Regions from separate parts of the Mus musculus genome. Here region 2 is linked to region 1. Evidence: chromatin contacts called from public HiChIP or PLAC-seq data. All regions are on one chromosome and are shown on one strand. Each heading gives the region's core, a stretch centred on a gene start, on an enhancer-like site or on the middle of the called end of the contact. The rest is flanking DNA. Distances are from core to core; before and after follow the strand shown. Region 1 overlaps Mtss1 (MTSS I-BAR domain containing 1). Region 2 has its middle 8.7 kb from the start of Gm36617.

Region 1 (7,449 bases), core at 2,859-5,358:
TAAACACTCGGGCTGTGTACTTTCTATACATTTTAATCTAATTCTTAGGCTATTTTAACTTACTATTATTGACAAAAGAAATGGGATCTTGGGACTTGAGAGGGCTGTGGTGATTTCAATTGTATTTGTCCTATCTCAGTCCCTTGGTTCTGCTTGCTCTAATACCACTTTGCTCTCTGGTGGACAAACCTCCTGCTTCCCCAGAAGGCTTACAGGTGGGTAGGTAGGAGGAGGGTGAATTGCTTTGAATTGCTGTACAGGGGCTACCAACCAAAGTGACTGCCCCTGTCCGAGAGGTCCACTGGAGCCATAAGGGGCTGTGATTCTCTGTCCCCATCCTGGTGAGGTCTGCTTCCATGGTCGGCTGTAGCCCCTCTCAGCTTGTTTCAGTGCCTGAGCCTCCTTGGGTTATATGAAGCTGAGAGGCGTTGAATGTGAAGCCATGCTTTCTGAAAGCTCATTACATGGACAGTAGAGCCTTGAAAACAACAGGTTCTAAAAAGCCAGTTGCTTTAGTTGTGGCTGGGGCTGAGGAGCTGGTGGATCACCACCTGGAGGGAGCCTCCCTGAAGGAACTGGAGATTGGTCTTGTGGGGTGTGGTTTCGCCCAGAAAGATCACAGAGCTTGAGTCGAAAGACCCAAACTCAAGAGAAAGGTCATACATGCACTCTAGTCTACACAACTTCGGGGTGAGTGGTTGCGCCAAAGTAAACGGTTAAAGAGTCTAAGTTCGAGTAGATTGTTTAAGGCGCACAGATAACATTTGGAATCCTAGGTTTGGATTTAAACTAATCACACAACCGACGGGTGGCTTTTCTGTTGAGCTAGTAGTGAGCTGGTCTCAACTCAGCTGCTGCATGGGGGCGGGGACGGGTGGTTGGGACGGTGAGTGAGAAAGAGCTTCCGATCCAGGAGGCTGGGGCTCTGTGTGCCCTTGAGCTGCCTCCCTTCCAGCTGTGAGGCCCAAGCGAGAGTGGTGCTTCCAGCCATCACCACAGCTCCGTCCAGTAAACCAGCGTACACAGATAGACTTTAAAACCCCAACCCCAAAACAAAACAACCGCTATTCCGGGCTAAGATGGTTCAGCTGTTGAGAGCACTGGCTGCTCATGCGGAGGATTCTGGTTTCATTTCCAGCACTTACACAGTGACTAACAACCAATCATCTGTGATTCAGACTTGGGGGACCCGACACCCCCTTCTAGCCTCGGCAGGCACTGCATTCGTGCAGTGCACAGACATACATGCATGCAAAAACTACCCACAGGCACTAAATTAAAAATCTCAAGAACAGTTAAAAGTTTATATTTGCATGCGTATCAGGGCACACATTGAGATGTTCCTGTGGGCGAGGAGACCAAAAGTCAGTCTGAGGCAGTGTTCCTCAGGAACTGTGCATGTTGCTTTCCGCAGACGTTCCTCTTAGACCTGGGGTTTACCGGGTCAGCTAAGCTGACCAGCCGGGCATGCTCCTGGCGGTGCTTGATTTCAGAAGCACACACTGCCATGCCTGACTTTTTAACAGTGTGCACGCTGAGGATGGAACTTGGATTCTCATGCTTGTATGGCTCCCCGGGACAGGAAGCACCCTTTTATGTAGTTAGATGCCCAATAAATGCCAGCCAGTTGTCATTGCTTTGTTATATTGGTCTGTCTTTACATGGTTTATCATAGACACCATTAGATGTTTTCATTTTGGGGTTAAGAAACAGCAAAAGTAAATGAGTCAGTCAGTCAGTCAGTCAGTCAGTCAGTCAACCAACCATTCGGGTCAGTGGATGGCTCAGACATTAAAGGTGCTAGCCACCTAGACTGATGACCTGAGTTAAGTTGCTGAGACACACAGGAGAGAACAGACGACATCCAGATATTTTCTGACCTTCATACGAGTATGAAAGTACTCACAGGTGTGCATGCACATGTGAACAGGGCACACACACAACACATTAGGTTAGATTCCCAAGATCCAAGTGCAGGAATAGACACTAACATATATCACAGTGCACACAAAAGGAATGTAAGCAAATTGATGCTGGAGGGCATTTGACAGCCTGTGTTCCTAGAACACTTCCCAGGAGCCTGTTGACACACACTGTTACACACCCTTATTCAAGCAGGTGTTCCCGAAACCTGCCTGCTTGCGTACCCTTTAAACCTAGCGCCTTCTTAGTTACGCTCTGTGCGAGCATGTGTGTGTGTGTGCACCTCCCCTGCACCCCCTGCGTGTTTGTGTTTAAAACGTATAGTAAATACTTGAGCGTTTACCCTTTTCTTCAATTCAAATTAACCTTCCCAGTTAATTAAAATATTTTACCTCATGGGGACTGACTACTGTGCATTTTCTAAAATGACATTTCCCGTTTGTTTACACTGCAATGCTAGACTGGTAATGACTAGTGATAAAGAGAAGATGCCTGCCTTCCCTGCTTGCAGTTCCTGGTGGCCTCTGGGTCCTGCCCCCCTCCGGTGGCATGGCCGTTGACAGGAATGGGCGGTCCTCAGAGGACCCTTAGGTTATTAACTGGGCTGCATGGAAGAGCTCCATTGGCTTCACGCTTGGATGGTGGTAATGAGCTCTGTGGCCCTTGCCTGTTCTCTTAGAGCTCCGGGGAACAGAGGGGCCGGGAGCTATGAGGGAAGCAGGTGTCTGCTGATCCCGTCCCAGCCCCTTCCCAACACCCCATCTCTTGGCCATTGGGCCTGAGGGTGTGGCTCTCCACCGTGGAGGGAGATTGGGAAACAGATGCCTCTTCCATGCCTCTTCCTGTTTCAGATGTGACTTTTCTCTTTCCAAGCATATTTTTTTTTTTGATGGTTGGGGATTCCTTTGAAGCTCCACTCAGCATTATTAATTCAGTGGTAGGGTGTGGACGGCACTTGGGTGGCTCTGCTAAGCAGTTGCCTTCCTTGGTAGAAGAAAGGGCTCCTCCAGGTCCAAGGAGCAAGGCCACAACCTTTTGTCATCAACAAATCGAAATGTTCTTGGTTCTCCCTTGTATGGGTAGTGACTACCAAACATGTTTTATTAGATTTCTGCCAGGGGCTCCCCTCTCCAGCTTAAAGGACCCCATCAGTGAAGTCATGTTGTTCTGGTCTGACAAAACGTGGGGGCTACAGGACCTTATAAAGAGGGCCCTACCTATACCATTTCACTGTGTGGTTATGGGGCGCTCTACTAGTCCCCTATTCGCAGCCGGAATGTGTCTGCCTTAACTGCTGGGCTCTGGCTGCCTCTCTCATTTACCTCTGGTGAGTGCACCTACAGGAACGTGTGTTCTCAGGGTGGGTTCTCAGCCTCAGCCTCCATCATTCTTGTGTTCCCATGGCAGCTCTCACGCCTGGGTTTATAGTCTGCACGGAACCCAAGAACGGCAAGTGTGTCTTCATGCCACTTGTGGGCAAGGCAGGCCGCTAGAGACCCCCACAGAAGCATGCTGTCCTGACTGAGACTCCAGTGTGCCTTCAATCTTGTCCCTTCTAGGGTGTGGAGGGAGGTGACTGGCTGGCCACCTGTTTCCCCTTGGCAGCTGGGCCAAGGCCAAGGCTTTGCGAGCGATCCACGCCCTGCCCGCCTGCATTTCTGCAAGGGTTCACTGTTCAGATGACAGATGTCAAGCCCACCAACAGCTGCCCTCCCGGTCCCCGGTCCCCGGGGCTGGGCTTCCTTCCTCCTTCTTCTCAGGGTTCATCTCACCCCCACCCTGTTCAGCTTTCTCACTGACTCCTAGCTCCACAGGGGAAGTGACTCTGCAGGTTCTCTAAGGCCACTCACTGCTGAACTGTCCCTTGATCCCACCCATCTCCCTTTAAATTAGCACATGAGTTCACTGACAGCACTGCCTTGGCCCGACCTCTGTTTCGAAGGGGAGGACACCTCTTTGGAAGAGAATCAAATACAGCCGGCCTCAGCCCAGTGCTGCTTCTCCTCCCTAGGCAGAGGCCAGATTTCCTGGTGTTCTGACTCCCAGGATGGTTGAGACGCGAATCACTGACATGGGAGGTGAGGAGGAGGGCAGGTTGAGAATTAAGTCTGCCGTTTCCATGGATGCAGAGGAAGTCCCTGCTTAGTTCCTGTTGCACTCTTACATTCTAAATCAAACGGCCAGCCCTGAAAGGCAAAGGTGGTGTCACCCAGAGAGTCAGTGCTGTTGGCATCTGCTCAGGGCAAGTGCTGACCTTTCATTCCTTTGCAAAGATTTAAGGCTGTTGTGCAAGGTTATGGTGAGGAAAATAAACCTGTTCTCCAGCCCTGACCAAGCAGCAGGCCCTCAGGTGTCTCCTCAAGCTTGTAAAGGAACTTTAAGATGGTGTCTGTGGAGGCAAGAGAGTCAGGAGTTCAAGGCCACCCTCCCTTACATAGCACCTTTGAGGTCAGCCCCACCGAGGCTCTGCCTGGTTGGCTGCTTCTGTTTCCTCCGTGGAATCATGAGGCCACAATGCCCACAGCTAGGGGACAGCCAGGCTTGCAGGCAAAGAAAGCCTCATTTGTTACAGTTGCCAGAAAGCTCCCGTTGTGTTCTCTGTGCTTTGAAAACTTCTGTGGATAAATTCCCTCCACTAATGACTGCCATTATATTTTCCTAGTGTATAGACAATCAAAACATGGCCACGAAAGCTTGCTCAGCTGTTCAGAGTGCGAGCTGTCCTTTCAGAGGACCTGGGTTCACTTCCCCTCCCAGGTCCTCACATTGGTAGCTCGGAACCATCGACAACTGTAGTTTCATAGAATCTGATACCCTCTTCGGACCTCCTCAGAGTCTGTGTGCATGTGGTGTGCACATTTTTACCCAGGTGCATGCATGCACACTGCATACATACTCATGGGCTTTTGACAGGAGCCTGAGTTGGGTGGTAAGCTGCTTTTTTTTTTAATTGCCTTTGCATCTTGAAATGCTAGCTAAGTCTTAGAGACCATCTCTGGACTTAACTCGGATGCTTGGTGTCTGTCTCAGGCCCAAGAGGGACTCCTGAGAACGATAATCTCTTGTTTTGCTTAGCAACCCCGTTAGCAAGATGTTAGCAGCCTAATGAAATTATAAGCCAGGGCACCATAAAATAAGGTGATTCCATGGAGTAGCAGAAGAGTTGTATCAGAGACAGTAACAATGGAGGACCCTCTGCTGGCTCTCACAGTGACCAAGGATAAGGCCAAGCTGGCCTCCTTAGCCACCAGCCACTCAGCATGGCCATGGGGAGATAACCACTCTAATTAGGATAGATCAAGGCTTTTTGTCCTGGGAGAGCTGTAGGAACTGACCCATTCAGGCACATGGCTGGGCTACCTTAAGCATAACAAGATACAACTCCCCCCACCCCCATACACATGCACATTTATACACAATTTATAGCCAACTTTAGTGCCAAAGAAATCCCAAGTCTGTAGAATGCACGTGACCATGCCCATCGCTCAGTGGCCAAATGCCCAAGTGCCACCTGAAAAGTGGGTCGCACCAGCAGGCTGTGCGTGTAGTGTTCGCTGCAGAAATTTATTTTCCAGCTTTTCTCCAGTTTCCTCCTTATTCGTTTGGTTCTTTTTCTCTGACATGATGTCCTTTTGTCTTCTTAGTCACAAAATGAGCTTTACTTATGGGAGAAGGGGAGAGGAAGGAGCCGTGTGCGGAGGATGGTCATGGTCAGTAAGGGGATGGCGCACCCTGATGCACCAGGCTGTGGGGGAAGGCAGTGAGCTTCGACTCCCCATAAAAATCATAACAGAAGACACTAGGATGGAGAGCCAGAGGGCACCAAACAAGCCATTCACTAGGAATCATTAAAATCGGTTCTTTTCTCTCTGAAGTCAGAACATGAAACCAGTTCTCCAACTTCAGTGTGCATAGGAGTTTCATGAGATTTTGTCAAATTCAGAGCCAGGAAGCCTTAGGTGGGGCCCCAGACGGTGTGACTCTGAATTCTGAGGGTCACGATTTTTTAGTTAAGTTTAGCCCCCCCCCCCAAGGGTTTTGTTGTTGTTTGTTTGTTTTCATTTCTAAAAGGCAACAGGAGGAGTAAAAATATTTAGGTCAAGAAACTTGAAGGGCTGCTGCTCCGGTCGTAAAAGTCAGGTGGCGGCTCTTACCTTCCAGCTGTCAGGATGGCGGAGCACTCGTGCGTCCATAGTAACAGATGAAGTTCTCATCAGTCCGTAATCTTTATGTGGTGGTGGGATTTTCGAGGACAGAGAAAGGAGGCGCTGAGAATCGGGGAGAGTTAGTACTTCTCTCTCGATTTGCATGCAATCCGATTTCTACTTTCTTTCATATTGGAGCTTCCTGCAGAAATGCATTGCTCGCCCGTTGCACTGATGGATTTTCACCATCACAGGTAAACTTGGGTCTGGATCAGGGCTTGAAGTGTGAATGAGATATTGGCATCAGTTCCCTTCAGAAGCCGGCTCCACCCACTCCATCAGTATAGACATCGTAGACCTGTTAGGGAATCCCGTCTACAACCATCTTCAGACATTTAAACAGCATTGACTCGGAATCAACCGACACTTACTTTAGAAACCATTTGTTGTGACATATTTTTGCCTACTGAAGTGAACTGAATTTTCCTTTCTAGAAATAGGAATTAAAGCCAAGTCCTGGACTAACTGGGGTGGCAAAACCATTCCAGGCTGTTCAAGGTCCAGAAAAAGGGTTTGATTATGAAGAAGTGGTAGGGGTTTGACTTTTCTTAGATTAGCTAAAAGGATGAAATCTGAGTGCTGTTATTGTTGGGGGTGGGGAGCAGGGTCTCCCTCTAGATGAGGCTGGTTTTGAACTCCGTGTGTAGTAGAGTAGGGTAACCTTGAACCTACGATCCTCCTGCCTTCATCTCCCAAGCACTGGGATCAGAGGCATGCACTTCTACACCCGGTTTCATGCCTGGCTGTGCGGTGCTAGAGAATGAACCCACAGCCCCGTCACTAGGCAAGCAGGCTACCGACTGAACTGTATCCCCAGCATCCTGGATACTGTTACTAAAGAGGAACTAACAGGTCAGCAACATAAGGAGTTTTTCTCTTCGTGTTTGCCATCCATGCTTGGTGGAGTAAATGGGAGTTGAACTCAAGTTTCCAAAAGGTTTTGACCATCCACAAGAATACAAGGACAGGAATGACCAAGTCTAGAGAAGCCATCCTCTAGAAGAAGTCTACAGTTCGAGGGACTCGGTCAGACTCCAGAGATAGCCAGTAGCAAAAGTTTGTATTTTACTGAAAGTCTTCCTGGGGTGTCCCTGAGTACATCTTCTCTCCCAGGAGTTAGAGGCAGACACTGCCGGATCTGTGAGGATGGAGGGACTCAGATGTCCTCCTTTTGCAAATGAAGATGTTAAACTTGGAGGGTGGGGGGACTTATTGGTAGTTAATGTATGTGTCATTAAAAAGCAAGATCAAAGCACCAGAGAGGCAGCTCAGCTGTTCTGGTAGAGGACCTAGTTTTGTTACCAGCACATGTAACTTCAAC
Region 2 (7,449 bases), core at 1,993-4,492, 230 kb before region 1:
TGCTCTGCTAAAGTTGTATTTTTAATATTATAGTCACCTCCATCCCTCCCCCTAACTCCTTCTCACCACTGACCCAACCTCTCCCAACATCATATCCTTTCTTTTTGTAAATATTCCTCTACAATTTGTGCTGCCCATAGATGCATGAGTTCTGTGCTATCTGGGGATCATGGATGACATGTCAGAGGCCACAACCCTGAAGAAAATGGACTCTGGCTCTCCCAAAAGCTGTTCCCCCATCAGTAGCTATTCCATTAGGGGAAGGTACTCTTGGGCCCCTCTACAATCCTGCTGTAATGCTGACTGGCTTGATCTTGCATAGGCAAGCACAGCTGTTGGGCGTTCTTGAGTGCAGGGGTTGTGTTGAGTGCAGGTCCTGTGTTGTCCCGAAGACATCATTTGTGCTCCAGCCCACCTTCAACATCTGCAGACAAATTAATCTCTGTGCATGTGTGTATCTGTGCACATGTACATTTGCATGTGCATATAGACATCTGAAATTAGTCTCTAGTGTCATTCTTCTGGTCACATCTACCCCAATTTCCATTTTGTTTTATTTTTTGAGACAAAGCCTCTTAATCTGGCCCAAACTTCATCGATGAGGCTAGGCTGGCTTGTCAGCATGCTTCAGGGAGCCATTGGGACAGGCTACCTAGTTTTACACGTTTGTTCTCAATGGAATGAAACATCACTTTTTTTTAACTTACAATATTAAACCTGTCTAGAAAGTAAGTTCCCTCCTTATTTCCTATGGACCACAGAATGTGTATAGACTATTGGACAGTCGAGGTAAGTGAAAAAAGAGACTTGTTTGCCTGGGTTTCACCGTTTCTTTCCGTGGGTGCTTCTGTTGTTCCACAGAGTCCGAAAACACCACCCCTTCTCGAACTTAAGTTAATGGTCCGCACTTTCCCTTCCATTTTCCCTGCATCCAGATAAGTCCTGGAGAAACATGAGGATGTGCTCAGCTCTGTTTCATCATCCATTTTACAGAAATGAGATATATCACTCGGGCTCTGCACAGCTAGCTTTTCTCAAGGGTACCTCACAGAAACCCTGCATCTCAACCACCATGGCCCCTGCTTAAGCCTTTAAGTAGCTACAAGCACAGTATAGTGGGTGCCAAACTTGGGCCACCCACGGTCATACCATGGGGCCACTACCATTTTTGTCACTACAGCCACTCGTGACAGAAAATCACAGCACTGGATATATTTATAGCATTAGCTGCTATGTTTGTGCTTCTTCAACTTGAAATTAATTTCCTTTTTCAAAGATCTAAAAACATTTGTGATTCAAGAAAAGTTATGTGATCTGGTATTGCTGTCAAATGAACATAAATTGTGTGGAAAAGTTGATTACAACACCCGAACAGTGTTTTTGATGAAATAGAGCCAATAAGAAGAATTGATGTCGACTGAATAACTCATGAATTATGCATGTGTTATTGTTGATGGCAGCATCAGTGGCCTGTCAGCAGAATATCTGAACATTTGCTGTATTGATTAGACCAGGACACCCTACTTTGCGTACATAAAAAAATCTATGCACTACTGTGCATCCTTCATTGTTCTGTTGAAGCCTGTCAAGGACCATACGCTAGGCACTTGTTTAATATGCATGGTAAATGGACAAATGTTTGGGAAGAGCTTATCTACTTTGTGTCCCAGATACAATTGTCTGCTGCTTTAGTTTCATTCATTACAGTCTCCACAAACCAGTCAGTGTACTGACTCCATTCACTCTGCAAACATTCCTCATCTCAGGAGTGCTATGGCGGTTCTGGTTAATATGACCGGTGTATTGAGAAAATGTTTGGTTCGGTGGAGAACACAGACAGACACATGGGGAAATAATTCAAACAATGTCAACATTGGGTGCACATGCAGTGGGTAAACACCGCAGTCTGGGGAGGCTCGGCCATCTTCATGGAGGGGAGGTGACATGCTGGCAGGAGAGTTGACACTTGGTCCCAATTTAATAATATACATGTGTACAATGCATAATTATATGGAGCGTATTATACTACAGTCCACAAAATATAATCTATAGAAGGTGTAGTTGTACAACTCTACTTAAATGTACAGTGCCCCATATATATATATATTACATATATAACATGTAAAATCAGAATAAAGAATAATTTTGAAACATGTAAAACAAAAGCATTTACTCTCAGATTCTTTTTTTTTAATTTTATCTGCATTTATTTTATGCTGAATTTATTCCCGGGCCATGAGTTTTTGTTTCTTCAGTTTCTTCTGGGATATCTTTTTCTTCTGTGCAGCCTCCTCTTCTGGCTTTGGAATGATCTGTTCCTTCTCAGTGAGGATCATCTCAATGTGGCAGGGGGAGCTCATGTATGGGTTAATCCGGCCATGAGCTCTGTAGGTTCGTCGGCACATCTTAGGTGCCTTGTTCACCTGGATGTGTTCAATGACTCTCGGCATTTTTAAGCACGTGCAGCAGAAATTCAGCACTCTTTTTTGGCCACCGACCCTGTGTCCAGCCCCACTGTTTGGCCTGGGCACACCTACCGACCCCACCATTATACCGCCGGAATGGCACACATTGCTTCTTTAAAGTGACATCCTTCAGATACTTGGTGGCTTTACGGATATGCATACCCTTGATGGCCTGGGCAGTTTCCCGGGTGTTCTTAAAGTGAACGAGAAGGTTTGACCCTCTTGATTTGCATGATTTTGTGGGGTTTTCTGGGTCAAAAGAGTAGCAAACCATCTTGGCAGGTGACCTCTGGCCGCTTCAGATTCTTTTTAAAAAATGATTTGTTTACCTGTATTTTTCATCTTGTGTGCATTGGTGTTTTGCCTGCACATATGTCTGTATGATGTCCAATCCCCTGGAACTGGAGTCACAGTTGTAAGCTGCCCTGTGGATGCTGGAAATTGAATCCAGGTCCTCTGGAAAAGCAGCCAGTGCTCTTAACCACTGAGCCATCTCTCCAGCCCCCATCCTCAGATTCCTATCTGTCCATGAGACCTTTGCAAAAGGATAGGAAAGGGTGCAGGAGGGAAGGGAGAGAGATCAAGCTATGTTTTGAGTCCAGTTGACTGAGAAAGGAAGCAAGCCAAGCATCTTGGAAGGGAAACAAAGGTCCAGTAGCTTAAGGCTCCCTGGAAGTGGACATGCTGGTTTTGGTAAAGCCCAGGCATGTCACGAGGGGAGGGAGCCCAGTGTCTAAGCTAACATCTTACAGATGATGATGGAGCAACCAGCTGGGGTATTTGCTTTAGTTTGTTAGCTTGGCTGAGGGGATGAGTCACTCCCAACCACAGCATCAGGCTGTGGGGACCTGTTATCACATCAGCCCTCTGCTTTGCCAGGGAAAGCTCAACCGGACCACCCCAGTGCTGGTTCCAGGATGCTGCCAGCTCACGTAGGAAAGTGCTTTGTTTGCCTGAGGGTGTTTTCCTGACCCTGCTATGTCAGTTTAGAAAATTCCCTGAAGCTGTCATGTTGCCCACAGTACCTATAGCTCTCACACCCCCGCTGTTCCATGACCTCACCTCCAAGATGGTATCTACAATTGCCAGGAAGGAACCTGCGTCTGGCAATGCCAACTAGCCACATGGAAACAGAGAGGTTGCTGACCAGTTCTTCTGAGGAGACGCCTTCTTCCAGCACCATCTTAAGAAGAATCCTTCTCCTCTAAGCATCCAAAAGGAGCCAGCTTTGAAAGTCAACAGGCCTGTCTCCTCTATCCACAAGGCCATTGGCATTGTCCAGCTTTGAGGAAAATAATGGAACTTAGCCTCATGGGGCTGGGGAGATGTCTCAGGAAAAGCACTTACTCTGCAAGCATGACAACCTGAATTTGTATCCACAGCATCCAAGCAAAAGGCCCAGCATAGCAATGTGTGACTGTAATCCCAGCACTAGGGAAGTGGAGACAGGAGAAACCCCGAGGTTTGCCGAACAACCAGATTGGAAAGCTCTAGCTTTGGTGACAGACCCTGTCTAAAAAAAGTAAAAAAGAGAACAATAGATGAGACCCCCATGTTGACTTTGGCCTCCACATGTGAACATACAGAGACATACATTTCACCACATGCACATGACACACACACACACACACACACGTTTGTTTAATAGGGAATCAAAATTGAACAATTGAACAGATGATAATAGAAACTCTGGGCTTTCCCTCAGTTGTGCTGAACAATCTACATTCTGGCTTTAATTACTTTCCTCTAAAAAAACAAAAACAAAAACAACAACAAAAAATTTCCTCTGTTTTCAGGAGCAAACTTGACACTGAAAACATCAAAGCAAATGAACAGGCATAATGTGGGGTAGAGACACAAGTGCTATCCCAAGAGCTAGTAATGGTGGGCATCCAGTTCATGCCAGTCATGATTTCATACCATGTTCCATCTCAAGTCATGATGTGTCTTTGAGTCTGTCTCCTTGAGGTTGGTGACCTAGTCTCACACTAGATGCCCACTTTATGGCCAGTCTAACACACTAGACCTTCAGAAGTACCTGCAGAGCTCAGGTGTGACTTGTTCACTTTTATAGGCACAGGACCAAGTGTGCATTGATTCACATGGATGAAACTGGAGGCTCCTTCCATATCTGAGTGACAGAGGTGTCCACACTGTCATAGTCCCATATCAGTTCATGTCATAAATAACATGGTGGCATACGTGGTTCCCCTTAGGGACTGAGACCCTTGTGCTAGAGACACTAGAACTGTTGTGTGCCACTACCATCCTGGGACTGGGTGAAGCCTCTCTTATGACAACGTAGGCTTACTTTTCCCTCGCACTATCCTACATTCTCTTCCCTCTAAACTTGTTAATCTAGAGAGTCCGTTCTCAGCGAGTTTCCACCTTAAATCATTCTTGGAATCCATCTTGTGGCAGTTGCTGCTGGGAGCAATACCCAGAAGGGTGTTGTCCTTCAAACACCACAGCCACTGGAACATGTATGGCATAAAACGCTCTGCAGAGGTAAATTAGGATGGTACCTCAGGGAGCCACAGATAAGCCTGAGAGTTGCGCAGAAAAAAAATAATGAAGAGATCATAGATTCGGCTGTTGTTGGAGAACATAATGGGTGCTTTAGAAAAGGGGAGAAAGGTGTTTAGTGGCAATTAAAGGCTAAATAGAAAAGCCAGATGGTCTCTTGCCAACAGGTAAGAACCTTTTACTCTGCATATATATATATATATATATGAGATAATATTGCATATCAATAAAGTTTTAAGAAAGAAAAAGAGAAGGGGGAAGAGAGAAGGAAAGGGAGGGAGGGAAGAAGGAAGAAAAGGAAGGAAAGAAGGAAGGAAGGAAGGATGGATTTAGTTTTGCAACCGAGTTGTCGATAAGGATCAAGATCTAACTCCAAGGAGTAGATAGATCATCTTCCAAGAAGTGTAAACTCCTTTCTCAGGGACTCATGAGGCCACTTAATCAAGTGAACAATGTTTAAGAAGTTGATCTGGTGCCTAAGCTGTCATTGCATCTGAGACCCGGAGTATAACACAGTCTTCCAGGAGGTTGGAGCTCATGAGAACAGGCAATAAACTGTCTGGCTCACTGTGGGGCCACTGAGTGCACAAGCAAACCTAGTGATAACTGTCTTAGTAGCATCCACAGGTGCTATCAGAACAGCGTATATATGGCTGCTCACGTAGCATCTACACTGGTTCTTGATTTGGGAATGGTGCGGTAAGAAATATAAGTAGGATCTTCAGAAGGGTCTGTGCACATGAATACAGGAACCTTCAAAGGCCAGAGGAATCAGATTACCTCACAGCCGGAGTTACAGCTGGTTGTGGGCTGCCCAGAGAGGGTACTAGGAAGTGAACTCAGATCCTAATCACTGACCCATCTTGTGGGGCAGTGGACCATGCCACCAGACAGAAGAACTGGAAAGTTTGTAGCAAGTTCAGAACCTCAATAAATGTCATAATTAAGAATGGTAGGAGTTCGAACTAGCTCATTACCAGGTTCCTAGCCTGGAGCATGTGACCACGACACCCTACTAGAAGGACCATGACAATTAGTCACATAGGGACAACACCTGAAGTCCTTCCCCATGTAAATAAAGCACCCCTAACATCTCAGATTAAGCCACTTGTAGGCATCTACCCCAGCCCAAAAATGTTTATAAGGTCCCTGACTACAAGGAAAAAGTACACGAGTTGTTTCTCCAAGGAGCATCTGAGGGTGTCCGTCCTATTGAGCTGTAACACTCCTGGGAAGAGGTTTCTCTCCCTAAACTTTTATCGCTGGACCTCAACCCTGCCCAACAAGCCAGGTGAAAGCTCTTGACCACAGTCACTTCCTGCGCAGTGGATCCGGCTCCTAGCTGCCCGCTGTATCTTGTTGCCTGCCGCTACTCTGGGACAGAAGTGGCCATGGGACAGGTTCTGCAGCCTGCACTGCTCTGGCTTCCTCTCAGAGAGCTGTAATATAGCTGTTCTGGCTATGCCAGAGCCCTGCAAAACCTCTCATTCCAGCCAGCCAGGCTAAGGATTCCCCGCTGGCTGTGCCACGCACACAGACCGGCACTATCTAATCAGCTTCCTACCTCAATCCTTAATTATTTTTACATATATATATATTTATATATATATAATTATAATCATATATAATTATAAATTATATATGATTATAATTTATATAAGTGTTATATACATTTATATATATATTCTTACGTTAATTTATGTATTATCTTCCAAAACAACTTGCTTCTAAAGAACAATATCCAATTTATATATTCAATACATATATATTGATAAATATATAAATTTATTATGTATAAAATATATAAATATATTTATATATAAGTTGTATATGTATAATTACAAATTTTACAGATAAATGTAAAATATATAAAATATGCAAGTATAAAATATATATAAATGTATGTATGAAAATATAGTATATATGTAAGTGTTAAAATAATTAAGGATTGAGGTAAGAAGCTGATTAGATACGCCTGTGATATATGCATGTACATGTGCACACGTACACATGCATGTGTGTGTGGGGGTATCTACATGTAAGAGTAAGAGCACACATGCATATACATGCATATGCATGCATGTATGGTGTTCAGTCATGTATCTTCTTCAGTTGTTCCCTGCACTATTTATTTGAGATAAGGTCTCTTATCGATCCTGGGGCTCGCGGATTCAGTAAGGATGTCTGGCTAGAGAGCTCCAGGGACCTGCCTGTCTCTGCCTATGTACTGATTTCTATATGGGCTCTAGAGATCCAAACTTAGGTCCTCAAGATTACAAAGCAAGCAACTGCTTGGTCCAACGGAACTGCCAGGTCAGATCTGGTATAGTTCCCATCCCTGGAGCAGAGCCAGCAGGACGTGGGTCTTCTCTACTACTACTGAAGGTTGTTGTAGACATAGGGTGTGTTTGTATAATAATGTATATGTTTTACTTTATGTTCCTCTTTCATGGAATGT

The links. HiChIP or PLAC-seq counts read pairs in DNA pulled down with a chosen protein or histone mark.
Region 2: a FOXA1 HiChIP or PLAC-seq map of pancreatic cancer cells shows a contact between it and region 1. The contact joins two enhancer-like sites. A contact is called at or near these places in 1 of 15 datasets of contacts at CTCF or cohesin (the NIH/3T3 cell line) and 2 of 115 datasets of contacts at active chromatin or transcription factors (bone marrow-derived macrophages and pancreatic cancer cells).

What each region holds. Positions count from the first base shown.
Region 1 is chr15:59,000,535-59,007,983 of GRCm38.p6, reverse strand. The region is part of intron 3 of Mtss1 (MTSS I-BAR domain containing 1); the gene reads left to right. Among named protein-coding and RNA genes, the nearest start is that of Gm41330, 9.7 kb to the right of the region's middle. Within about 2 kb of position 4,108, at least 181 of the 459 cell types and tissues checked have an H3K27ac peak or open chromatin away from gene starts, as enhancers often do. A contact at or near this core is called in the NIH/3T3 cell line and pancreatic cancer cells, where this site is marked.
Region 2 is chr15:59,233,779-59,241,227 of GRCm38.p6, reverse strand. It overlaps the pseudogene Gm7691. Among named protein-coding and RNA genes, the nearest start is that of Gm36617, 8.7 kb to the left of the region's middle. Within about 2 kb of position 3,242, at least 34 of the 459 cell types and tissues checked have an H3K27ac peak or open chromatin away from gene starts, as enhancers often do. A contact at or near this core is called in the NIH/3T3 cell line and pancreatic cancer cells, where this site is marked.